5 separate regions of the Mus musculus genome follow, and regions 1, 2, 4 and 5 are each linked to region 3. Evidence: chromatin contacts called from public capture Hi-C and targeted proximity ligation data. All regions are on one chromosome and are shown on one strand. The core of a region is the stretch at or near the end of the contact, and the rest is flanking DNA. Distances in the headings are between cores, read along the strand shown.

Region 1 (4,290 bases), core at 896-3,395, 320 kb after region 3:
AGGCATGGGGTCCTGTGATTGGAAACTGGTGACTGGAGTTTATCTTTCCCCAGACCCTACAGAAGGATGTGGAAGAATTTCTGAGCCCACTGCTGGGAAAGACACCTATCACCCAGGTTAATGAGGTGACAGGTACCCTTCGAATCAAGGGCTACTTTGATGAGCAGCTTAAAGCCTGGCTTCTTGAGAAAGGCTTCTGAGCCCAGCCTGGTCTACAAAGTGAGTTCCAAGACAGCCAGAGCTACACAGAAAAACCCTGTCTACAAACAAGCAAACAAATGAAGGCAGGCATGGTGGCACATTCCTTTAATCCCAGTAGTGGAATTTCTGAGTTTGGAGCCAGTGTGATCCACAGATTAAAAACTAGGCTAGCCAGGGTTACACACACTTACTTAAAAACATAAATAAGGGGCTGGTGAGATGGCTCAGCGGTTAAGAGTGCCGACTGCTCTTCCAAAGGTCCTGAGTTCAAATCCCAGCAACCACATGGTGGCTCACAACCATCTGTAATGAGATCTGACGCCCTCTTCTGGTGTGTCTGAAGACAGCTACAGTGTACTCACATATAATAAATAAATATTTTAAGAAAACAAATAAAAGCAGTTTACTAGAGTATGTGTGTATCTATCTACCTGCATCTTTGGGGACCCCCCACCCCCTACCCCTCAGCTCGGGGACTACTCTCTCCTTTCCCATTGACCCAGTGAGGCTGACAGCATCTGGAACAAAGAGATGGGAGTTAAAGGGATTCTTATTGGGTTTTGTGTGTGTGTGTGTGTGTGTGTGTGTGTGTGTGTGAATTAGTGGTTTGCCTACATGTCTGTGAGGCTGTCAGATCACTTGGAATTGGAGTTACACATGGTTGTGAGCTACCAGGTGGGTAGGTCCTGGGAATTGAACCTGAGTTCCTTGGAAGAGAAGCTAGTGCTCTTAATTGATGAGCAAGCAACCTCTTCAGCCCTCTTGGTCTCTCTGTAGTTCCAACTGTCCTAAAACCTTGTACTGGCAATGAGACTTTACAAAACAAAACAAAACAAAACAAAACAAAACAAAAACCCCACACTGGACTCTGCATTAAGGTTTCACATACTGAGATGATACCCATTTTGTTGAATTTACATAGGGTTCGTTGGACTGGAAGAAGAGAACTCCACACACATGGGTCTTCTCTGCTTTTTCACTACAAGGTAAGACCTCACCCCAGGAACATAGGGTGCTGCTGTTGGTACCTTCCCCAGGGGCAGGACAATACTAACCCTCCTACATCTTAGAACTTCGAAACCCACTGGAAAGTCCAAAGCCTCTATTGTTCAACTCACCTCTGGGAGGCTGCCAACCACTAGGAGTGGGGTAATGTTTATGTTTTGGTGGCTCTGGGATTTTGGTAGGGGGGAGCAGGCGCTCCACAAATTGGTATTCATCCACAGACTCCACAAAGCCGGGGTTATCAGGAGGCCCCTGGGTCTGGCTCTAAGGCAAAACAAACCATCTTTCCTTTAGTTTAATTAACACAGGAGAACTTTAGCTTAAAAAAAAAAGCATGAGTAAAAACTTGAACTGAGAAAAGCACCAGACTTGGATATTTTAGTGTGCATGATACCGGGGGTGGGGGTGGGAGTGACCTGAAAGAAAATTCTCAGTCAGAATCCCAAGACCTCTCCAGGACTCAAATGGCAAACGTGCATAATCCGGAAAAGCCGATTAAGCATACGACTGACCTATACAGTACTCTTCAGTATTTGTCTTTGAACATGTTTTTGAAACTCTTTAACTCCGAAATGACATGCTTGATCGATCAGGCACCGAGCGGGGACATACAGCTGCTCTCGGTCTTACCCAACTCTTGGGATGCGGCAGCCACATTCCCAAACCCAGACTCTCCAAGCGCAGTCCAGGCTCTGCACCTGCCCTCTCCACCCTCAATCTACCCTCCATAAAATGAAGCGGAGTACATAGCAAATCTAAGGCCTCGTGAGGGAATACGAAGTTCAGGGTGGTCATGAGCAACAGTGAGGCTCACACACAGCCTTCTGTCCACCGGGCTCTTACCAGCTTCCGTCGCCCGTAGCTCCGACCGAGGCAGCTCCTCCAGTCCTGCAAAGCGGCTCGCAACACCGCTGCTGCCATCTTGGCGCCTCAACTGAGTGTCATATGCGCGCGCAGCCGGGCTCGCCCCGCCTCCCTCTGCGCGCGCAGGCCACAAGGACCGAACGCCTGCGTACAGCGTAAGGGGCGGGCTGGGACGGCGGTGGGCGGTACAAACCACCAGCGATCCGCGCGGTCGCGCTGCAGTGACGTCACACGCAGCAGGCGGTGAGGACGTGCGCGCCCCCACTTCTTCCTCTTTCTTGACTCCATCTTCGCGGTAGCAGCAGCGGCGTCCGCGGGCTAGGTGAGACACGGGGGACTGCTGGGCCAGGAGCGCTCGGTAGCCAGCGGTCTACGGGCTCAGAGGGTGCGGGGAAGGCAAAGTACAAGGGCGGTTCTGCGGCCTTCGCTCCGTCTCCATCCGGGTCCCCGGCGAGCCTGGCCTTCCGCATGGGAGACCGCGCAATCCCCCGCCTTGATTACCGTACCGCGACCTTTCTCCTGGGCTGCTCCCTATCATCACTCACAAGCCTTTCTTCCTTCAGTAGCCAACATGCAGCTCTTTGTCCGCGCCCAGGAACTACACACCCTCGAGGTGACCGGCCAGGAGACGGTCGCCCAGATCAAAGTAAGTATGTACTGATCCCTGATTCCTAACTGCACTCCTTTACCTCCAGGCCCACGGGGAAAGTTTGTCTACTTATAAACATTGCTCCTTTTTTTCCTTAAGGATCATGTGGCCTCCCTGGAAGGCATTGCCCCCGAAGATCAAGTCGTGCTTCTGGCAGGCTCGCCGCTGGAGGATGAGGCCACCCTAGGCCAGTGTGGCGTAGAGGCCCTGACCACTCTGGAAGTAGCAGGCCGCATGCTGGGAGGTGAGTGCTTTTTTTCAGAGCTAATGGAATGTCTGTAGGTAAACCATGTGATAGGTCCTTTCTCTGATAGTATACTTGTGCCTTCTAGGGACTTTAGATCGTAGTGATAGTTAAGTCTGGTTTTCAGTATCCCCACTAAAACCTGGTGGTAGGGAGGCAGTGACGCAATCGGATCACTGTGAATTCCAGGCCAACCAGGGCTACACAGAGGAGCTCTGTCTAGGAAAAAAGCAAAAGGAAAGTAATAATAATTAAAGTCTTGTTATTAGGTTCTCAGTGTGCTCCTCCTGTCTTTGCTCTGTGTGTAGAATGTTAGCTAAGAGTATGGATTGGTTTTTAGAGTCCTTGCCTTAGTATCTGTCAGCTCTCAGCACTGCACAAACTGGTTGTGACTTGAAGTGGAAGACAAGACGTGGACAGCTATGTTGTGACCCTGTCTCTAAGCCTGTGCAACTTTCATTCTTTGTTGGGCCCAACTTGTCATTAAAAAGCTCAAGAGTTGAGGGAGGAAGAGTTGCTCTGGGCGTGACCTTGCTACTTAACCTGATCCCTTTCCCCACCCCTAACACAGGTAAAGTTCACGGTTCCCTGGCTCGGGCTGGAAAAGTGAGAGGTCAGACTCCCAAGGTGAGTGATTGGTGTTTGGACTTTGTTTCTTTCTATCACAGCCAAGTGAAGGCCTTTGGATTTCCCGTCTGTGTTCTCTTATGGAGAGAAGCTGGTGGGCAGGCATGGGAGAGGTCACCCAGGGTCTGATCAGTCCTTCCTTTCCTCAGGTGGCCAAACAGGAAAAGAAGAAGAAGAAGACAGGCCGGGCCAAGAGGCGAATGCAGTACAACCGGCGCTTTGTCAATGTTGTGCCCACCTTTGGGAAGAAGAAGGGCCCCAATGCCAATTCCTAAGTCCTATTGCCACCCTGCCATGCTAATAAAGCCACTGTGTCCAGACTTCTTATGTTTTCTTCATTTGTAAGGCTGTGACTAGAGGCTAGCAAAGTGCCTTGGTCTCAAGTAGGAAAAAAAGGGGGGGGGCAGTGGTGGGGCACGCCTTTAATCCCAGCACTTGGGAGGCTGAGGCAGGTGGATTTATGAGTTGGAGGCCAGCCTGGTCTACAAAGTGAGTTCCAGGACAGCCAGGGCTACACAGAGAAGCCCTGTCTTGAAAAACAAAACAAAAAAACAAGGAATCCTTAGAAGATCACAGAGGATGTGTTTACTGAAAGGATAGCTGAGCCGAAATACAGAAATGTGACAAGTGGTATTGGAAAGGTACAGATTCTATGGGCTCTGCCAGACAGCTTTTGGGTTTGTGTTGGTTCACTTTCCAT
Region 2 (4,963 bases), core at 938-3,437, 340 kb before region 3:
CTGTGGCTTTCGGAGACTGTTGAAGCTAGAGCTGCTTCCCTGGTTGTGGCTCTGCAGCTCCCCCTCTTCTGAGCCCTTCTCTCCAGAATTCCCCCCCTTATTGACAGAACTGCCCTTTCCCTTGTGGGGGTCGCTGTGTTCCTCCTCCATCGCCTCTGATATCAATTCCTCCTCCAAGATCAAGCTCTGCCCTGGGAGCTGAGGCAGTTCCCCAGAGCTGAGACTTTTCTCAGCCTCTTCAGAATTCTGGCCTTCTATCTCTAAGACATCCTCAGACTCTGATCCTGACCCTTTCCCTGATAACCAGAAGCTAGGTTGATCTAGCCCTTGACTCTCCACTTTGCTCAGAGGCAGGGGAAAGTTGGCCCAGCCCCCTAGGTGATGTCTCCTCCCCACGCTTTGCTCTTCCATCTTGTGGCAGGCTCGAAGGTCTTCTGAGAGGTTGGCTACTGACTTGTGCCTGGACTTGCACTGGGGGGCTGCTGGAGGGAGGAGCAGGGGTCGATGGCCCATGGCCATAGAGGAACTTGACTGAAACAGAGCCTGGCCATCTATGATGAAGCTCTCCCAGGCCCACTGGAAAGGGAAGGAAGGCTTTCGAGAAGGTGGACTGAAGAGACTGCAGGAGGAAGAGGAGAGAAGTCAGAATGAGGGTCCTCCTAGTCCCCAGTGCACCTTCCAGTCCCTCCCCAGCAACTTACTCCTCTGCCTCAGCTGAGCCACGGCCTTTCTTGTTCCGCCTCCGGGCCTTTCGCTCTTTCTTTGTTGTCTGCCCTGCGCTGTAAGATCTTTGTAGCTGGCAGCTCTGACTCTGGAGACTGTCACCACTCCCAAGGCACCTCTGGGCAGGGACAGGGAAGAGGGGAGCTCTGACTAGCCTCCCATATGGTGCTTCCTCTTCAGGTTCACCTCCCAGGGGCTTCCTCTCTGTCTAGACTGTGCTGTGGCTGCCTATAACCTTCTCTGATCATTCACTACCTCTTCTGTTAAGACAGCACAAGCTGGACTGGAGAGATGGCTCAGTGGGTAAAAGCACCCGACTGCTCTTCCAAAGGTCCGGAGTTCAAATCCCACCAACCACATGGTGGCTCACAACCATCTGTAATGAGATCTGACGCCCTCTTCTGGAGTGTCTGAAGACAGCTACAATGTACTTACATATAATAAATATTAAATATTTAAAAATAATATAATAAATATTAAAATATTTATAAATATTATTAGTTTTTGTTGTCTTGTTGAGATGGTGTCTTGTGTAGCTGAGGACGGTCTCAAGCTCACTGTATAGCTGAAGATAGCTTTGTTTTGAGATGGTGCTTTTCTGTGGAGCCCTAACTGTCCTGGAACTCACTCTGTAGACTCGGCCTCCAACTCAGAGGCCAACCTGCCTGGGATTAAAGTTATGTGCCACCATGGCTTGGCTGATGATAGCTTTGAACTACTGATCCTCCTGCCTCTGTGTCCCAAGTGTTGGGATGACAGGCTGCACCAGCATGCCTGGTTTGGACTTCTTTAAATTTTAGAAAAATATCGGGGTGTGATGACACACAGCTGTAACCCCAGATACGCAGGAAGCAGAGAGGGGAGGACTGTGAGCTCCAGGACAGCCCAGATCAGGTAATTTGGTAGGAGACTGCCCAACAAGCCATCCACTGCTGGCACCCCAAAACACCAAGCCACACCACCCACAACAAAAGCTCACATTTTTCTGGATGTCACCCAGGGCTCTGGACTTAGTGCTGAGGAAGTGACAAGTTCCTTAGTGGAAGGAAGGAAGGAAGGAAGGAAGGAAGGAAGGAAGGGTTTTTATTTCCCTAAACTCCTTTCCTCCCTGCAGTGTTCCCAAACTGCTCCATCTGTCCTCTGTGGTCCTTGTCCCAGGCATTCCCAACTGTTACCAGGACCTGAGCTCCAGTCTTACGTTTCCTCAAGAGCCTTAGCCAGGGCTGACCTCTTCTGGCCTAAGATGCCAATGGGCGGTTGAAGCTCCCCAACTGGGCCTGCCTCCCTCACCTGGTCCTCCGGAGAGATGCTTGATAGAAGTCTGAACAGCCCTGTAGATGTCCCTGGAACCAAGGGCTCTGTACTCTGCCTTGGTCTCTCCGATAAGGCCCTAACCAACAGTTGGTCAGTGTTTAGCATATTGGCATGTTGCCCTCTCCCACCCCTACCTGCCAGCTCTGGAACTGCCCTCTCTGCCATCTCCATGACAACCAGGCTGTGACCGGTCTGAATGATTCCAGCAAAAAGTACTCGGTAGCGATCAGCCAGAGTTCTGCTGGTCTCCTTTACGAGACTGTGTTCAACAGCGCCCAGAACTGCCTTGGGCCTTGCCTCTGCCCCTGCAACCTGACCTGGTATAAGCTCCCTACTTCTCTAGGCCTATGTTTATCCATCTGCTTTTGAAGGGATATCAGAACTTGTCACCTCAAAGGGCCCTCAGGTCCTGTGAAAATGCCCCATTGCTGCACAAGGCAGGCCATGGCCTTCTGGCCGCAGGATACTGTGTCCCTCAGAGAGGCAGCAAGCCCCTCAACCTGAGAATGACAGAACTTCAGCCATACTTGTTTCCTGAGCCTAATGGTGTATATTTATACATTGACTGGCTTTGTTTTGAGCATTTTGTTTTGCTTATTTTAGACAGTGTCTCACATGTAGCCTAAAAAAATTAAAAATTAAAAAATAAAACAAAAACAAAAACAAAACATGCTGGGCAGTGGTGGCACACACCTTTAATCCCAGCACTCGGGAGGCAGAGGCAGGCAGATTTCTGAGTTCGAGGCCAGCCTGGTCTGCAGAGTAAGTTCCAGGACAGCCAGGGCTACACAGAGAAACCCTGACTCAAAAAATCAAAAACCAACACAAAAACATGTAGCCTAGCTAGCTGGCCTGAAAGTCACTGTATAGGCCAGGCCGTCCTTGAACATACCGTCCTCTGCTTTTCCTCTGCTTCAAGAGAGCACTGGGATTAAAGGCGTGCGCCACCACACCCAGCTGGCATGTACATATTTTAAACCTCTCTAGCCATGTAAGGGCCCATTGGATCTGAGAACTCCTGGTTCACTTCATAATTGGGGGAGCACATGATGAGTGGTTGGAAGTTGCCACTGAGCCACTAGGCTTAAAGGGAAGAAGAACATAGGATTACCGAATAGCCGCTGGGCAAAATACAATTTTAAATTTCAATTAAAATAAAAATTTCAAATACAATAAAGTTCAAAATATGATTTAATTTTCAATTAAAAGAATAAGCCTGGGTCTGGAGAGATGGCTTAGCAGTTGAGAACACTGACTGTTCTTCCAGAGATCCTGAGTTCAATTCCCAGAAATTACATGGTGGCTCACTACCATCCATAATGGGATCGGATGCCCTCTTCTGGTGTGTCTGAGGACAGCTGCAGTATATATATGAAAGAAAGGAAGGAAGAGAGAAAGAAAAGAAAAAAGAATAAGCCTGTCATTTTACTGTTTCTATTGCTACAATAAAACACCATGACCAAACAGCAAGTTGGGTGGGGGAAGAGTTTGCTTGGATACATAGTTCATCATCCAAGAAATTCGGGATAGGAACTCAAGCAGGCCAGGAACCTGATGGCAGGAGCTGATGCAGAGTCCATAGAGGTGCTGTTTATTGTGTTGCTCCCCATGACTTGTTCTGCTTCTTTCTTATAGAACCCAGGCCCACCTGCCAAGGGATGACCCCAGCCACAATGGGCTGGGCATTCCCACATCAGTCATTAAGACTAAAGGCTTGCTACAGCCTGATCTGACACAGGCATTTTCTCAACGGAGGTTTCCTCTTCTCAGATGATTTTAGTTTGTGTCAAGTCACTATAAAGCTTTGTGGCATGCCTGTATTGTTAGTATTCTTCAGTGAGACATGCTAAGTAAGGCGTAGAGATATATAGGACAGGAAACTTATTCATGGAATTAACTTATGTAACGAGGATGGCTCAGATGCCCCACAATAGATCATCTGCCTGCAAGATAGAGATACCAGCAGCAGTGGGGCTTCAGAAAAAGTTGAAAAACTTAGAGCCAGGGAACTCCTCTTATAACTTATAGTTCATGGTCAAAAGCCTGAGAACCAGAGCTCCCTGGGGCAAAGGCCAGAGACGCTTGAGTTCTTTTAATTTGTTTGTTTGTTTGTTTGTTTGTTTGTTTTTCGAGACAGGGTTTCTCTGTGTAGCCCTGGCTGTCCTGGAACTCACTCTGTAGACCAGGCTGGCCTCGAACTCAGAAAAATTTTATTGTGTGTGTATCTGGGGGATGGGGGGACACCAACATGCCACCGCATATATCTGGAGGTCAGAAGACAGCAAAACTCTAGGAGTCCTTCCTGAGGATTGAACTCAAGCCATCAGGCCTGACGGCAAGTGCCTTTACCTGCTAAGCCAACCACCTTGCCACCCAGGAGCCTGGAATTCTGGTGGCAGCAGAAGTTAGCAGAGCTCCTGAAAAGTCCTGTTTTCTTCCTGTGTCTACCCCAGCTGCTCCAGCTGCGTGGATGATGCCCATCAGCTGCCGGGGCCCATCTCCCTGCTTAGTTCACTAAGACTCGTGGTCTAGCTTCTGGAAGCATCTGTGCTCTATTGACTACTTAGTCTGGTGACGTTGACACCCAGAATTAACCATCATAGAAATTATTCTATTTGTTAAAGGCAAGGTCTTATGTTTTGAACACTGGCCTCAAGCTATATGTAGCAAAGGATGGATTTGAACTCTTCAGCGCCTGTCTCCACCTCTCATATATTGGAATTACAGGCAGAAGTTTCCAACCCATTGCACTTTTGCCTGAGACAGGTTTGTTTGTTGTTTAGGGTTTTTTGTTGTTTGTTTTCAAGAGAGGGCCTTACTCTGTAGCCCTGGCTGTCCTAGAACTCACTCTGTAGACTAGGTAGGCCCTCCAACTCACAGAAATCTGCCTGCCTTTGTCTCTCAAGTGCTGGGTTTAAAGGTATGT
Region 3 (4,944 bases), core at 373-2,872:
ACCCTGCTTAACTCACCAGCCTGAAGGGTACCAGCCACTCCTTGCTGAGGCCCTGAGAGCCTAAGGAGTCTACCAAAGATCACATCTGTGGACAGTCACTGCCAGACGATCTAAGCTGGACTCATTGCTCCTTCCTGACCCTGAGTCCCTGCAGCAGCCCAAGACAAGGGTTGTCTCCACTCCCACTCACAGCAACACATGCTGCTGGTCATATACTCCTTCTAGAATGTTCCTTTTGGCTTTTCCACATCAAGTTCCTTTCATGTCACTCTGACGCCCCTACTGGGTCTCTGGGATAACTATCTCTCCTCCCTGGTGCACAAGAATGGCAGCTTGCCTGTTTCTGTGGGCCCTTCTCGTGAACTACTGAGTCACCTTTCCCACAGAGTAACATTCCCTGTGTGCTCAGGAATGAGCCTATGTTCCAGTCTGTCATGGGCTCAGGTGTCTCTGCTCAGAAGACTTGAAAGGGACCTCCATAGTGTCCCTCTCCTGTCTTTTTCTCTCACCTGCCAGGGGATGAAGCCAAACCCTGAGACCACATCACCTGCTTCTCTGTATCATTTACTTCACAATGGCGCGACTTTCCACAGTCCCAAATCAAACAGCCACATCCTTCCAAGAGGTGTGCGGTGGGCAGATCCTCATCGGCCCTGATACAGTGCCCGCTGATCCAAATTCCTCACAGTGACTTACATACCCACTCAGACCACAGCTGCACTGCCCTCTGCCCTTCCCACCGTGTTGCTCGCCTGGCTTTTCCTCTGACTTGGAAAGGACAGCGGTTTTTTTTTTTTTTTTGGTTTGGAAGTTTGTTTGTTTGTTTGTTTTCTCACTCTTGACTCTGCAAGACTCATTGCAGTCCTTTTCACCTTTCTCGGCTTCCCAGCATGCCCCAAGGCTCCCCTCATTACTTCCCTTCACTATGGAAAAGCGTGTTTGAAGGAAGCTGTCCCAGACCCCCACAGCCCACCACTCCTTTTGTTTCACAGTTGGGTGACTAGATCTCATTCCATGGGCAAGAATTCCAAGGCTTGGAGAGCACGAGATTCCAAGCCTGGACTGTTTGACAGCGCCTTGTTCCAAGGTGAGCCTCTGCCTACTCTGCACAGGGGAGGGTCAGGTTTACACCAGTTCAAAGGAAAAAATGAATGTAAGAGCGCTCAGCACCACTCCTGCCAGGTGGAAAGTATTCAGTGTTACTGTTGCAACAGTGTTACTAGAGCAGGGGGAGGGGTCCCCCCTCCCAAGTCCTCCTAGATTCTAGCAGCAAGGAATCCTCTTGGGACACAGAGGTCACCCCCTGCCAGCATTGCAGCAGTAGGCTGTACTGAGCAGCGCCTGAGCTACTGAGCAATTCAAGCAGAACTCATCAAATGGCCTCCCTCAGTCCCTCCGAAGCTACCCAAATAAACTCAGCCTTAAAGTAAAAAAAAAAAAAAAACCAAAAAACAAAAAAAACCACCATTAGCTCTTTGGAAAGGTGTGCCTAAAGCCGAGCCCAACCCCCTCTTCCCATCAGATTACCACCCCCTGATTCCCCTGGAGAGGGCCTGGCATGAACCAGACTTGGCATGGTTCTGACCCTGGTCACCCTTAGCCCTACTAAGTTCTTTTGAGTCAGACACTGGATCCTGGGGCTTCCTAGCACGTTCTCACAGTATTGTCCAGATCCGGGACACCACAGCCTCCCCTTTCAGACCAGTGAGTAAGTCTAGCTCTTCTACAGCCTTGAGCAAATTCAAGACCCTTCCCCACCCCCCTGTCAACCCCTGCCCCAGGGCCCTGCTGGGCTTCTCCCCAGCCCCCTGAGCACTCAAGTAGCACTCCCTTCTCCGGCTGTTAGCCTGGGAAGGGGGCCAGGCCCTGAGCTCAGACCTTGGCGATTCCAGAGTGTCTGAGGCCCAGAGCCAGCGCCGCCAGCCAGGCCAGACGAGGGGAAGGGGGGAGGTGGCAGGGTGGGCACCAGGAAGCCCTCTAAGGAGCGGGGGGGGGGGGGGGAACATTGGCAGGGAAGCCAGGTTTCTAGCTTTGTTCTTTCTGCTCTTCTTCTTGAGGCCACAGGGTTCTCCCCGGCCAGTAAACCCTGGCCAGAAGGTGCTCTCTCCTGCTTAAATCCTTTCCTTCGAGAGAAGACAGGACCAGGAATAAGGACCCATGACTTCAGGGCTTCGAGAACCCCTACATGTACAAAGGCCAATGGGCAAAAGTTAACAGACCTCTGATCCTCCAAGCAAGGACCATCTGCCTCGGTTTCCCCATTTTGACCAGGTGGAAAAGTAGTTGGGCGGGGGAGGTGTGCACAGGCCTCTGCACCCCGCCCGGAGGAATCTGGCGGAGTCCCCAGGTGAGGATTCTTCTGGAAAGAACCCAGGTCGGTTCCTGCGCGGGGCGGGCACCTAGGGGGCTGCCCCCACTCCAACCGGCGCCCTCCCTGCCGCACATCGTCGCTTCTCCGGGCAGCAGCGAAAGACGCTTGAACCAGAAGGAAAAAGAGAGAGGAGAAAAAAAAATTGTCTCCCTGGCCCCGGGCCAGCGTCCCAGCCCCCCTCGCCGCCGGCGCGCTCCAGCCAGGGAAAACAACTGCTCACTTCTCCCTGCGTCCTCCCCGCGCGCTCCCTGCTTCCCGGCGGCCGCGGGAGAGGAGCCCGGCCAGGGGGAGGCGCGGAGCGGGCTGGCCGCCCGGCCTTCCTCTCCCCTCGCTCCTCCTCTCCGCCTCCACTTGCTCCGGCCTCCTCGCTGCGGCCTCAGTTCGGGGCCTGGCTGGGTTTCTCCCGGCCAGGGAAGTTTCTTCGCTCTACCCTCAGTGCAGCTTCCATCGCTCTCCCTCGCAACGGGGATCCCGGCCGCTCCTGCTGTCCCCTCCCTACCCTTGGCTTCTCGCCCCGCTCTGCCCTCTGCTACCAACACTCGATCCCCTGCTCGGGCTCGACCTCCAATCTCCGAGGGTCGTGCGGCCCCGGATGCCCGGGCCCCGAGGGGCTGCCCACGGCCTGGCCCCTGCGATGCGCCAGGCCGGGGCATTGGGGCTGCTGGCACTACTCCTGCTGGCGCTGCTGGGCCCCGGCGGCGGGGCCGAGGGTGGGCCGGCCGGCGAGCGGGGCACAGGCGGGGGCGGGGCGCTGGCCCGCGAACGCTTCAAGGTGGTCTTTGCGCCAGTGATCTGCAAGCGGACCTGTCTGAAGGGCCAGTGTCGGGACAGCTGTCAGCAGGGCTCCAACATGACGCTCATCGGAGAGAACGGCCACAGCACCGACACGCTCACCGGTTCTGGCTTCCGCGTGGGTGAGGGCCAGGGGGCTCTGGCTGGGGACATAAGGAAGGGCAGGCAACAGCACCAGGCAGGAAACAGAGTGGAGCATTGGGGATAAGAGATGGGGAGCTGGGATACATCGATCGCGGATCTGGGGCCAGGGCTCTGAGAGGCTGCGGTCCATGGAAGACAGAGTGAGGTGCTGGGCTTTTAAGTATTGGATAAGGGTTGAGGCTTAAGCTCGGGTCTCGGATGACACAGAACTCCTGGGAGGTGCTCAGTTTGAAGAGGGAGCGTACAAGGGGTTGGAGAGATGAGAGCAAGGGTAGGAATTCACGCAGAAGGGGGTAAATATTTCACCCCCCAAACAGAAATCTTTCAACTGTCTCAAGTTTGGCCTGGTGGAAGGAGACACCTGTGTTCTCAGGAAGGCGGAGCTAGGATCAGGACTGGAATGAGGGACTTAGCTCTTGGCAAAATCTGAGGGGAAAAGGCTTTGAGGCCTAAGAAGTAGGGTACTAAATAATGGCACTGACCTGATGGGGGGAGAGAGAGGTGTCATTTGGGGTCCTCAAACAGCTAGTCTGTTACCTATATAACTCATCCGTTCCTATATAACTCATCCGTTCCTATATAACTCATCTGAAAGACCCTCAGAGCTGCCTCCACTCCAAGTCTGAGGGCCTCCTGGTCAACCTAGAGCCCACCTCTTCCTTTAGCCTCTCTCTAAAGAGAAGGCCTGGTGCTCAAGACTCCTCCCCTGGGGCCCTGTGGGCTAGGCTGGGGGGAGGTGTCCCAGTGGTAATTACCCTCCTGGACAGGGTAATTAGGCCGTGCCCAGGATGGTACCAGGAAAACAGCCCCTCTCACACATTCTTATGTTCACTCACAGCTTCGGACTCAAGGAGTCCCACTGTGTGCTTCCCAGTTCTCATGAGGACTCTGTGTGTGTGTGTGTGTGTGTGTGTGTGTGTGTGTGTATGTGTATGCACACATGTGTATACACACGCACAGGCTTTGGCATGGCACGATGTGATCACTTCGTGTTCTGTGTGTCTACAGTCACTGTCTGGGAGTGTTTACACAATGAGCCCGTAGTATTTGTGTCAGAAGGAGTCTGTGTAGGACAGGATGACTGTGCATGTGAGCGTATGCATGCCCAGCCTCTCGGGCCCCCTGCAGGGCCATCCTGTGCAGGCTGCCGTCTCTGTCTATGCTGCCCACATCCCCCAGGCTCAGTGCCCGGGCCACAGTGGGAGGATGTCACTGAGAGGTCACACTCTCACCACCATGGGTGACTCACTGGAAAGCAGGAAGAAGAGGATTCTGCCCCCTCTGGCCCAGGACACACCTCTGTTGCCCTTGAGGCCTGGTCTCCAGAGACTAGACAGGATGGGATAGGCTAGTATGGGATGCTCTTAGCCCACCCTGATGATCAGGAATGAGTTAGGGCTGCCCTGTGAGTGTTCAGGAAAACAACACAGCCACCTTTCCTCCCCAGAATGCCGAGGAGTGGCCTTAGAGCAGGCAGGCAGGCAGGAGAGGAGCTGCGGTTGGGACTCAGGGACCTCCTTTGGAACACAGTGCTGAGGACCACCAGGCTTTGCCCTCCAAAATGCCTTTCATAGTGGTAAAGGCAAATATGACTACAACTCGGGAAAGTGCCAGCCAGGCTAGGCAGAGGGTAGAGA
Region 4 (4,749 bases), core at 340-2,839, 390 kb after region 3:
AACACAAGTCCCAGGACAACCAGGGCTACAGGGAAAAAACATGCCTCGAAATAAATAAAGAAAAAAATTAAGTAAATAAATCTATAAAATAAAAAAAGGATCATCTTGTAGGGTGCTGTGGCAAGAGAGAGACATGGAGAGAGAGAGAGAGAGAATGAGAGAGAGAGAGAATGAGAATGAGAGAGAGAGAGAGAGTTCTCTAAAATGTGGGAGGCCATGAGTTCAACCCTAGCACTGGAAAAAAAAAACAACTCTATGCATGTGTAAGGCATGTGACTAGATCTAAAAGGCTAACAGGAAGACATAAGGGTTCTGAATGCCTTGTCATCCTTTCTACCCTCCGGCATCTTCCTAGAGACAATTATTATATTTGTATTTTTTGGCATGAAAAAGTAAACCCCCGGAACACTCTTGACGTATCTAAGACTCTGACTTAGATTGCTTTGGGAGCGACTTGTATGTGTTTGCTTCCTTTTAACAGTCGACAAGCCACTAATCAAACAGTTGCCAAGTTGAAAAAAATTTAAGTACAAGAAAATATATAGTCAGTCTTTCCGCAGCAACCCGGTTTCTCCCATTGGAGACCTCCATAGTTACCTTGGGTAAAATTCTAAAAGCATTCTTTCATGCTGATGTTTCTACGAGCTCATTCTAAGTTTTATTGTTACAAACACCAATTTCAGCTTATTGACTTCCTTATCTGTTAAGACCAGTCTTTTTTTTTTTTTGCGTGAGTTTTTAAAACCACACAAATTATATATATATAATATATAAATAGTATAATAAAATTATATGTGTATATGTGTATATACACACACACATACATTTAAACTTTTAAAGAGCTTTTTTTATAGTTGGTCCTGGTGGTGCACGCCTTTAATCATAGCACTTGGGAGGCAGATGCAGGAGGGTCTCGGTGACTTCCGGGCCAGTCTAGTTTACATCGTGAGTTCGCAAAAGCCAGGGCTGTCTCAAAAAAAGAAAAGATAGATAAATAAAAAGGTGGTGGTGGGGCTTTTACGGATCAAGCAGGGAAAATTACCAAAAGTTACTCTAAGCGATTAGAGAAGGAATATTTAGGTTAATCCGGAGTTTTCTTGCTTTGAGAAATTCGTAGACCGCATCTAGACATCACCAACAACAGAGAGGGGGTACCGGGCCAAGCGCAGAGCCAAGCTCCACAGACTTTAAAAAATGACCCTTAGCCCCGCCCCAGGAGGTGAGGCGCCTTAAATCTTCTGTCTCAGGCGCCTCTTAAAGGGGAAATCTATTTGTGTAGGCCAAACCGCGACCTCCTTGAAGCTCTTTGCCTTTAAGGTACAGCACGGATCCGGAGCTGCTTAAAAGGGTAATGCTCCCCCGCTGGGTCCCACCTCACCTGAGCGGTTACTTTGTACTCTGTGTAACCCTTGGGGTGGGTCCTAGGGTCCGAGACTGTGTAGTGTCGCAGGAAGTCATCCTTCGCTTGGCGCGACATGACAGCGGAGCCGGTCGCCGGCTCCTCCTCCTGCACGTCGCCCCCGCTCCCCGCGTGTTGAGCCTACTGCCACTGCCAGGATCCGGCCTGCGCCCTTCTTCAGGCCCAGGGACCTAGTCGCAAGTGACACAACCGTTCTTGGCTTGGGGGCGTGGCTAAGGGAGTGTCTGACAAGTTCTAGGTCATTGGTAAAGCGGAGTTCTAGGTAGAGACTAAGGATTGGTTGTTTGGGAGAGGATTTACCAGCTGGCATCCTGGCATGTGATTGAACCCACTTCCCCCTAACGTAAACCCTCCTTACAGACCTCCGAAACGTTTCTTTATTTATCTTCTTTACACTCATCCAGCCTCTTATTTATGAATTATTTTAAGCTAAGATCTCTGCTGTGTTGACCAACTTCTGGGCTTAAAATATTCTCCTACCTAAGCCTCCTGAGTATCTGGAACTTCAGGTGCTTGGCATAGGGTCTAACCCATGCAACTTTTATTGTGTTCAAAATGTGCCTAGCAGAGCCAAGTTCCCTGCCTCCCTGTGCGGATTGGGGGGTGGGGGGAACGACACACACTGACATTTTCTGATGCTGAAAAAACTGGATAGTGACAGAGGCTCTGAAATCACAACACTTACACGTATTTGAATTCCCCTTAACTGCTTCAAATTTGGGGAGGTTGGACGTTGAGATGATCTCATGTAGCCCAGTTTGGCCTCAGACTCTCTATGTAGTTGAGGCTGGCCTTGGATTTCTGACCCTCCAATTTCCATCTCCCAAATGCTGAAATCCTTGGTAAGCATTACATTTCCCTCTTGTAACTGCATGCATCTAGTTTTTCATCTATGGAAAGTGGTACCTGACACAGTATCTTCTGTAACAGATCAGATCAAGAGGCATGCTGGCACAACACAGGGATAGCGAAAACCCAACACCAATTGATCAAGGCCAAATTGGTGTGGAAGATTATCACTAAACATAGATTGCAGCACATCCCACCACTACCAGAAATCCCATCTTCAAATAGGAAAGAGTGGATAAAAGAACCATTAAGGGTTGGAGAGATGGCTCAGCGGTTGTGAGCACTGACTGCTCTTCCAAAGGTTCTGAGTTCAAGTCCCAGCAACCACATGGTGGCTCACAGCCATTCATAATGAGGTATGACGCCCTCTTCTGGGGTGTCTGAAGACAGCTACAGTGTGCTGTAAATATAATACATGTAAATATGTAAATATAATAAATAAATAAATCATTAAAAAAAAGAACCATTAAAAAATCTGAGGTGAGATGGCTCAGCAGTTAAGAGCACTGACTGCTCTTCCAAAGGTCCTGAGTTCAAATCCCAGCACCCACATGGTGGCTCACAACCATCTGTAATGAGATCTGACTCCCTTTTCTGGGGTGTCTGAAGACAGCAACAGTGTACTTACATATAATAAATAAATAGATCTTTTTTTTTTTTTAATCTGAGATGTTGGCTGCGGTGGTACATCACACTTTTAGTCCCAGCACTAAGGAGGCAGAGGCAGGTGAATCTCTGTTTTGAGGGCGAAAACAAACAAACAAACAAACAAGAAAATAAACCATTTGTTATAGTTTGTATATGCTCAGCCCAGGGAGTGGTACTATTGGAAGGTTTGGCCCTGTTGGAGTAGGTGTGTGGGTGTGGGCTTTGAGACTCTCCTCATTCTAGCTGCCTTAGAAGTCAGTCTTCCACCAGCTGCCTTCAGATGAAGATGTAGATCTCTCAGCTTCTCCTGTACCATGTCTGCCTGGATACTGCCATGCTACTTCCTTGATAATACTGGGCTGAACCTCTGAACCTGTAAGCCTGATCAAATTAAATGATGTCCTTTATAAGGGTTGCCTTGGTCATGGTGTCTTCTAGGAAGTGTTTTCTGAGAGCATAAAGAAGCTGGGTTCCAGAGATAGCCAAGGCACTTGGTAATGTATAAGAGTCACCCAGGTGGTACTGATTTTGAAGACATGAAGAGGTCAATGAAGAGCAGCTGAGGCTTGGCACTGTGAGAGGCCATGGAAGGCCATTGGTGAAGGTGCAGCCTCAGTTGTATTTGGTGGCCCAGGACTGAAGGAGTCATGCAAAGGAGTTGAGGCTTGGCACCATGAAGACAGCCTGTGAGGGGCTATTGGTTGAGGCCTGATTGCAGCAGAAGACCCCAGCGTGTTGGAGATGCCAGTTCCATGGGATGATCACCAAGAATGGCAGTGGCAGTGGAGTGGATCAACCTGAGCTTAGAGTGCTACAGAGGGCAGAGCTGGAGAAGTGACGCCAGCCCTTTGGAGGAGCCCGGAAGATCATGTGTGGATCCCAGACACTGAAACAAGAAGCTATAACACTGAAGTTGTTTTGGAGACCCCAAGATGTTCGAGATGCCAGAGCCATGGGCTATCTGCTGAGAAAAGCTGCTAACGGAGTAAAACCAGCCTAGGAAAGGGAAGTTTGTTGTAGCCAACAAAGATAAAAAAGAAGTTGGAGATCTGAAGATCGCTTTGACATCAGACATGGAGATGCAGAGTGTGGAGTCTGCCCAGCTGATTACAGCTAGGCGATTGGGTGAATCTAAGAGGAGGCTTTGGACCTTTAACATCGCTGAGACTGCTATAGACTGGGGATTTGGAAGTTGGACTAAATGTACTTTTTTATTATGCTGTGGGTAGGTTTGGCCTCCATGGACTCCTGTGTTTGAACAAGCTTATGGGGACCAGGGAGTGGAATGTAGTGGTTTGTATATGCTTGACCCAGGGAGTGGCACTCTTAGAAGGTGTGGCCCTGTTGGAGTAGGTGTGCCACTGTGGGTGTGGGCTTTAACACCCTATTCTAGCTGCCTGGAAGTCAGTCTTCCACCAGCAGCCTTCAGGTGAAGGATATAGAACTCTCAGCTCCTCCTGCACCATGCCTGCCTGGATGCTGCCATGCTCCTGCCTTGATGATACTGAACTGAACCTCTGAACCTGTAAGCCTGCCCCAATTAAATGTTGTCCTAATAAGAGTTGCCTTGGAGCCGGGCATGGTGGCGCACGCCTTTAATCCCAGCATTGGGGAGGCAGAGGCAGGCGGATTTCTGAGTTCGAGGCCAGCCTGGTCTACAAAGTGAGTTCCAGGACAGCCAGGGCTATACAGAGAAACCCTGTCTCAAAAAACCAACCCCCCCCCCCAAAAAAAAAAGAGTTGCTTTGGTGTCTGTTCACAGGAGTAAAAACCTAAGACGCCCTTTAATTGGGACTTGTTTAGTCTCAGAGGTTAAGTCCATTATCACCATG
Region 5 (4,723 bases), core at 34-2,533, 420 kb after region 3:
AGACACTACTAATCAATTGCAGTCTTTTTATTTTTATTTACTTTACTTATTTATTAAGAGACACCGTCTCTTCTAACCCAGGCTAGACCCCAATTCTGTGTAGCCATAAACTGCCTTGTCCTTCTGGTCCTCTTGCCTCCATTTCCCAAGGATTATAGGCATCTGCCACTGTGCCCAGATTTAGCACTTTTTGTTTTTTAAATATAAACTTGGACATAAAGATTCCTTTAAAAGTTTTATTTTGTGGGCTTGAGAGATGACTCAGCGATTAAGAGCACTGGCTATTCTTCCAGAAGATCCAGGTTCAGTTTCTAGCGCCTACATTTTTGCTTATAAATATCTGAAACTCTAGTTCCAGGGGCTCCAGTGCCCTCTTTTGGCCTCTGAGGACACGGGGCATATATGTAGGGCAGAGACATACATGCAAGCAAAACACTGGTATGCATAAATTAAATTTAAAAAGTTTAAATTCTTCATCATCAGTGGGACAGGGTCTCATCATTTAGCCCTGGTTGTCCTGTAACTTACTCTGTAGACCAGGCTGGCCTTTAACTCAGATACCTGCTGGGCTCTGCCTCTGAGTCCTGAGATTTGGAGGTTCGTGCAGTCACGAGCACTATCACGCCAGCTCTGATTGTTGATTTTTTGCATGAGTCCAACATCGGTCTCAGAGAGTTTGGAGTGGTCGTGTTGTCACAGTTCTTTTGTTATGCCTGGGAACTTTTATATTTTGAGAATTTTTAGTTCTTACTATGTAGCCCAGGTTGGCTTCAAACTCATGAATGATTCTCCTGCCTCTGCTTCTCCAGTGCAAGTACCACACCAGGCACACCCAGCCGCAGGCCTGGAAATTTGCTCCACCCTACCCATACCCTTCATAGATAAGGAAACCAAAGTTCAGAGAAGGTGAATCACCTTCTCAAAGCTGCACAGCTCCAGTGTGGACTGTGAACCTGGACTTTCTCAGAGACTATGGGGGCTCCTTCACGCACCCCACCCCAACCCCGCTTTTCCTCTAGGTTCTGTCCCTGGCATCCTGCCAGCCCTCTCCAGGATACGGTCTTGTTAACTGCTCCCATCTACCCTCCACCATCCTTCTTCTAGAGAAGGGGCCTAACCGGAAGGCTGCTCTTGTTAGGAAGTTCCACCCACGTGAGTGAGCGTGAGCGAGCAAGAGCCAGGGATTCTGGGCAGCCCATGGTTTTAGGAGAAACTGAAACTGGGTGTGCTAGGGGCGGAGTGGCCACTGGGGATTTAAAGAGCCACCACTTCCTTGGGCCTCCATAGGTCACTGGGAGGGGACAGCTGCTGAGGGGACATCCAGGACCAGACTGAACCTCTTTTCCCCTTGCCTAAGCCATGCAACTCTGTGGGAGTAGCGAGCTGCTGACTGAGACAGTGAGTACAGGGGACTAGGAAAGAAACGCTATGGAGAGAGACAAGGAAGGCTGCAGTAAGGTCACCATGATCTGTGTGACCTGGGAACTGGGCTGCACACTCCCATCTCACGGTTTAGTTCCTCCTGGGCACTGGAATGACTTCCTGGCGCTCACACTGCAGACCAGTCTCCAGCTTTGAACTTGGACCCTGCATGCGTGCGTACTGCTTCCTCGCAATCCATTTGCTCTCACCTTGCAGCGTTTCCCAGATCCTTCCCTTCTCTCTCTAGTCTCCCAAATCACAGCTGCCTTCTTTCCTCGCTGACTCTGTCTTTCTCCAGCCTCTATTCTGGTCTGAAGTTTGCCCTGAGGAGGATATAGCCACAATCCAAGGGACATGCAGAGTCCTCAGCCAGAGTGGCTGGAGTCTTGCCTGAGGTGGAGTGACAGAGACAGGGTCCCGCTCTAGGCATTTGACTTCAAGTTCCATTTAAGTTTTGTGGTCCCCGGGGTTGGAGGGCTCAGAGCTCTCAGGAGCAGTCCTCTCTGCCCAATGGAATCTCCATCAGTTCTAGGCAGCCGCCCCACTGCCCTGTGAGTGAGCATGGAGTCTTGTAGATCTCTTCTGTGCCAGGTAGGTGACATTCCTGCTTTGAGGAAAGATCTCGTGTATCCCAGGCTGGCTTCAAACTCACTATGTAGCCAAGTCTGGCCTGAACTAATCCTTCCATTACATCTTGCCATTTTGCCTAATTTTATTTGTTTGTTTTGTCTCCTCTTCCTACTCCTCCTTTTTCTTCTTCTTTTTCCCACTTCTGTGCCCTTCTAGTTTTGTGCCTGGTGCATAGTAGATGTTTAATAAATGTTTGTTGAAGGGATGGGGAGATAGCATAGTCAGTGAAGTACTTGTCTCGGAAGCCTAAAGACCTGAGCTTGGTCCCTAGCATCCATAAAGCACCTGGTTAGGTGGCAAGCACCTGTAAGCCCAGCCCTGGGAGAGGGGCGCTTGCTGACCAGGCAGCCCAGTCTTACTGGTGAGTCCCAGACCAGTGAGAGACTATATCTCACAAACAAACAACAAACAAACAAACAAACTAGGTGGGGGCCAGTTAGGAATGCTCACTGCTCTTGGAGAGGACCCGAGATTGGTTCCCAACACCTTCACGGGGCAGCTCACAACCAAATCACCTGTAACTCCAGCTCCAGGGGACTTAACACCTGCTTCTGGTTTCCAAGGGTACAGACACTCACATGCATACACAGGTCACCACATATACACACAACTTAAATTAAAAGAAGGCAGATGGCTTCTGAACATGAATGATACTTAAGGCTGTCCTCCTACAGTGTACACACACACACACACACACACACACACACACACACACACACAGAGGAAATTAAATGTTGTTTCAGTAAGTGAGTGCCAGCCCCTTTAGACTGAGTTGAGGACAGGCACATGGGATCATATCAGACCCTGACCCTGCTGCCTTTGTGGGGTTGTGGGCTGGAAGATCATAGGAATGGCAGCTCACTCTGGGGTGTCTACTCTCACCTTCTTTCCTTCACTGTCTGTGGACAGTTGGGAAAATACCATGTGCCTCTGTTCTACCATTGAGATTATTGCACTCAGAAGAAGCCAATGCTGACTTTTGAGAATGTGTGTTTGAGGTTGCTATGGTCTGGGTTCAAATCCCACCCTCCCTACTTATTAAGTAAGCTGTAAGCTAGACACGGGGTAGGGCTGGCGTTACTGTAAGGAGTGCAGTGTCTTCAGGAGGACTGTTAGTGCCATGGGAGGGAGGAGACAGACTTTGGGAGAACAGGACTTCTTGAGACTAGGCTTGAGAAAGACAACGTTCCAAGTAGCTGATCAAGGTAGAGGAGGCAGGCCGCTGCCAGGACCACAGAACCTCTGCCTCCTTCCTCATAGGACCTTGGGGAGTCTCAGAAACAGCTGAAGAAGAAGCAGAAGAACCGAGTGGCTGCCCAGCGCAGCCGGCAGAAGCACACCAGTAAGGCGGACGCTCTGCACCAGGTAAGGGATGGTCTCACTCTTGGTTCAAAAGGCTGAGTAACCTACACTGAAGAGTTCTTCTCTTTCTTCTTCTCTTTTAAAACATTTATGTATATGAGTGCTTTATCTGCATATACACCTACATGCCAGAGGAGGACATCAGATCATGTTATAGTTGTGAGCCACACCTGCAGGTGCTGGGAATTGAACTCAGGGCCTCTGGAAGAGCAGCTAGTGTTCGTAACTACTGAGCCATCTCTCCAGTCTCTCTTTTTCTTTTTAAAAGTTTATTTTATTTTATGTGTATGTGTATTGGTATTTTCCCAGCATATATATATCTGTGACATCATGTGTGCCATGCTCATGAGTGCCAGAAGGGGGCAGAAGAGCCCCTGGGACAAGGGTTACAAACCGTTGTGAGCCCCCATGTGGGTGCTGGGAGTGGAGTCTGCTCCCTCGGGAAGAGCAGCTAGTGCTTTTAACCAACGAGCCATCTCTCTAGGCCCAGAACAGAGTTTCATTTCATGGTTCTTAGGACTGGAAAGCAGTCCCAGCATGACCCAGCATCTGCCCAGCAGGTAGTGAGGACCTCTTGTGGAGGCAAGGCAAAGCAAGGGCATGATATAGTGTGGAAGGGGTATGCCAGAAACATAACCCACTAGCCCACAAGTGGATCAGCCCATCCTCCCCAGTGGCCTTCACGCCATAGGTCATCCACACTGTTCCCTCGCATCCATTAACTCGTGAGTGGATTAGTCACCCTTTACAGTAACCTTCTCTTACATCCCCCCATGTTGCTTGTCTCCTGAGACTCCAGGTGCCAGTGGGGGGCACCAGATTGTCCCATTCCATTCTGCTTGCAATCACCTACAACAGGGCCTGGCAGAAAAAAGAGACCTCACAATTTACTGTAGAGCCAAGGGCAGCGTCAGGATAAGGAGCTCTGGAAACACACGGTGCGTTTGCAGGAGGACACATTTGCTCGGTCTGTCTGGTGTGACCGGGGTTGTGGTACTGGACAGATGCTATCACTGAGCGGCATCTCCAGACCTTGTTATCTACTTATTTGTTTATTTATTTATTAGATTTTAATTGATTGTAAGTGTGAGGGGGCATGCTTGTGGAGGCCAGAGGACAGCTCTGTGAAAGCACTTTTCTCTTTTCGTGTTTGCATGGGTCCAGGGATCAAACAGGCCATCAAGTTTGTGTGGCAAAGCACCTGTCCCTGCTGAATCACCTCACCAGACTGGCTTTCTTTGTATTTATTTGTTTGTTTATCTATTTATTGAGACAGGCTTTTTCTGTTTAGCCCTGGCTCTCCTGGTCA

The links. Capture Hi-C pulls out chosen DNA fragments and counts their contacts.
Region 1: a targeted proximity ligation map of pancreatic cancer cells shows a contact between it and region 3. A contact is called at or near these places in 3 of 39 promoter capture datasets (hippocampal neurons, liver and neural stem cells), 7 of 484 Hi-C or Micro-C datasets (CD8 T cells, Sertoli cells, Th1 cells and 3 more), 13 of 130 datasets of targeted methods (cardiomyocytes, effector CD8 T cells, embryonic forebrain and 10 more) and 3 of 9 other capture datasets (adipose tissue, macrophages and pancreatic islet).
Region 2: a contact with region 3 is called in a capture Hi-C map of embryonic stem cells, with 2.1 times the contacts expected there. A contact is called at or near these places in 5 of 39 promoter capture datasets (cranial neural crest, hematopoietic stem and progenitor cells, liver and 2 more), 3 of 130 datasets of targeted methods (double positive thymocytes and embryonic stem cells) and 3 of 9 other capture datasets (adipose tissue, embryonic stem cells and liver).
Region 4: a contact with region 3 is called in a targeted proximity ligation map of pancreatic cancer cells. A contact is called at or near these places in 5 of 39 promoter capture datasets (embryonic stem cells, liver and stem cell-derived epiblast-like cells), 25 of 484 Hi-C or Micro-C datasets (B cells, the Ba/F3 cell line, the C2C12 cell line and 15 more), 13 of 130 datasets of targeted methods (the SCID.adh cell line, astrocytes, embryonic hindbrain and 7 more) and 4 of 9 other capture datasets (adipose tissue, embryonic stem cells, liver and 1 more).
Region 5: a contact with region 3 is called in a capture Hi-C map of embryonic stem cells, with 2.5 times the contacts expected there. A contact is called at or near these places in 2 of 130 datasets of targeted methods (bone marrow-derived macrophages and neural tube) and 2 of 9 other capture datasets (embryonic stem cells and liver).

Annotation. Positions count from the first base shown.
Region 1 is chr19:6,055,610-6,059,899 of GRCm38.p6, forward strand. Mrpl49 (mitochondrial ribosomal protein L49) reads right to left here and starts at 2,146. Exons shown (of 4, transcript NM_026246.4): 1 at 2,050-2,146; 2 at 1,320-1,470. The coding sequence starts at 2,127. Fau (Finkel-Biskis-Reilly murine sarcoma virus (FBR-MuSV) ubiquitously expressed (fox derived)) reads left to right here and starts at 2,338. Exons shown (of 5, transcript NM_007990.4): 1 at 2,338-2,392; 2 at 2,634-2,716; 3 at 2,819-2,963; 4 at 3,535-3,590; 5 at 3,740-3,915. The coding sequence starts at 2,642. The coding sequence ends at 3,865.
Region 2 is chr19:5,400,319-5,405,281 of GRCm38.p6, forward strand. It overlaps Tsga10ip (testis specific 10 interacting protein), which reads right to left and starts at 2,188. Exons shown (of 8, transcript NM_001373978.1): 1 at 2,014-2,188; 2 at 702-841; 3 at 1-619. The coding sequence starts at 2,142.
Region 3 is chr19:5,739,278-5,744,221 of GRCm38.p6, forward strand. It overlaps Ltbp3 (latent transforming growth factor beta binding protein 3), which reads left to right and starts at 1,623. Exons shown (of 28, transcript NM_008520.3): 1 at 1,623-1,708; 2 at 2,058-3,285. The coding sequence starts at 2,964.
Region 4 is chr19:6,126,671-6,131,419 of GRCm38.p6, forward strand. Snx15 (sorting nexin 15) reads right to left here and starts at 1,590. Exons shown (of 8, transcript NM_026912.2): 1 at 1,379-1,590. The coding sequence starts at 1,477.
Region 5 is chr19:6,163,156-6,167,878 of GRCm38.p6, forward strand. Batf2 (basic leucine zipper transcription factor, ATF-like 2) reads left to right here and starts at 1,284. Exons shown (of 3, transcript NM_028967.2): 1 at 1,284-1,398; 2 at 3,313-3,417. The coding sequence starts at 1,360.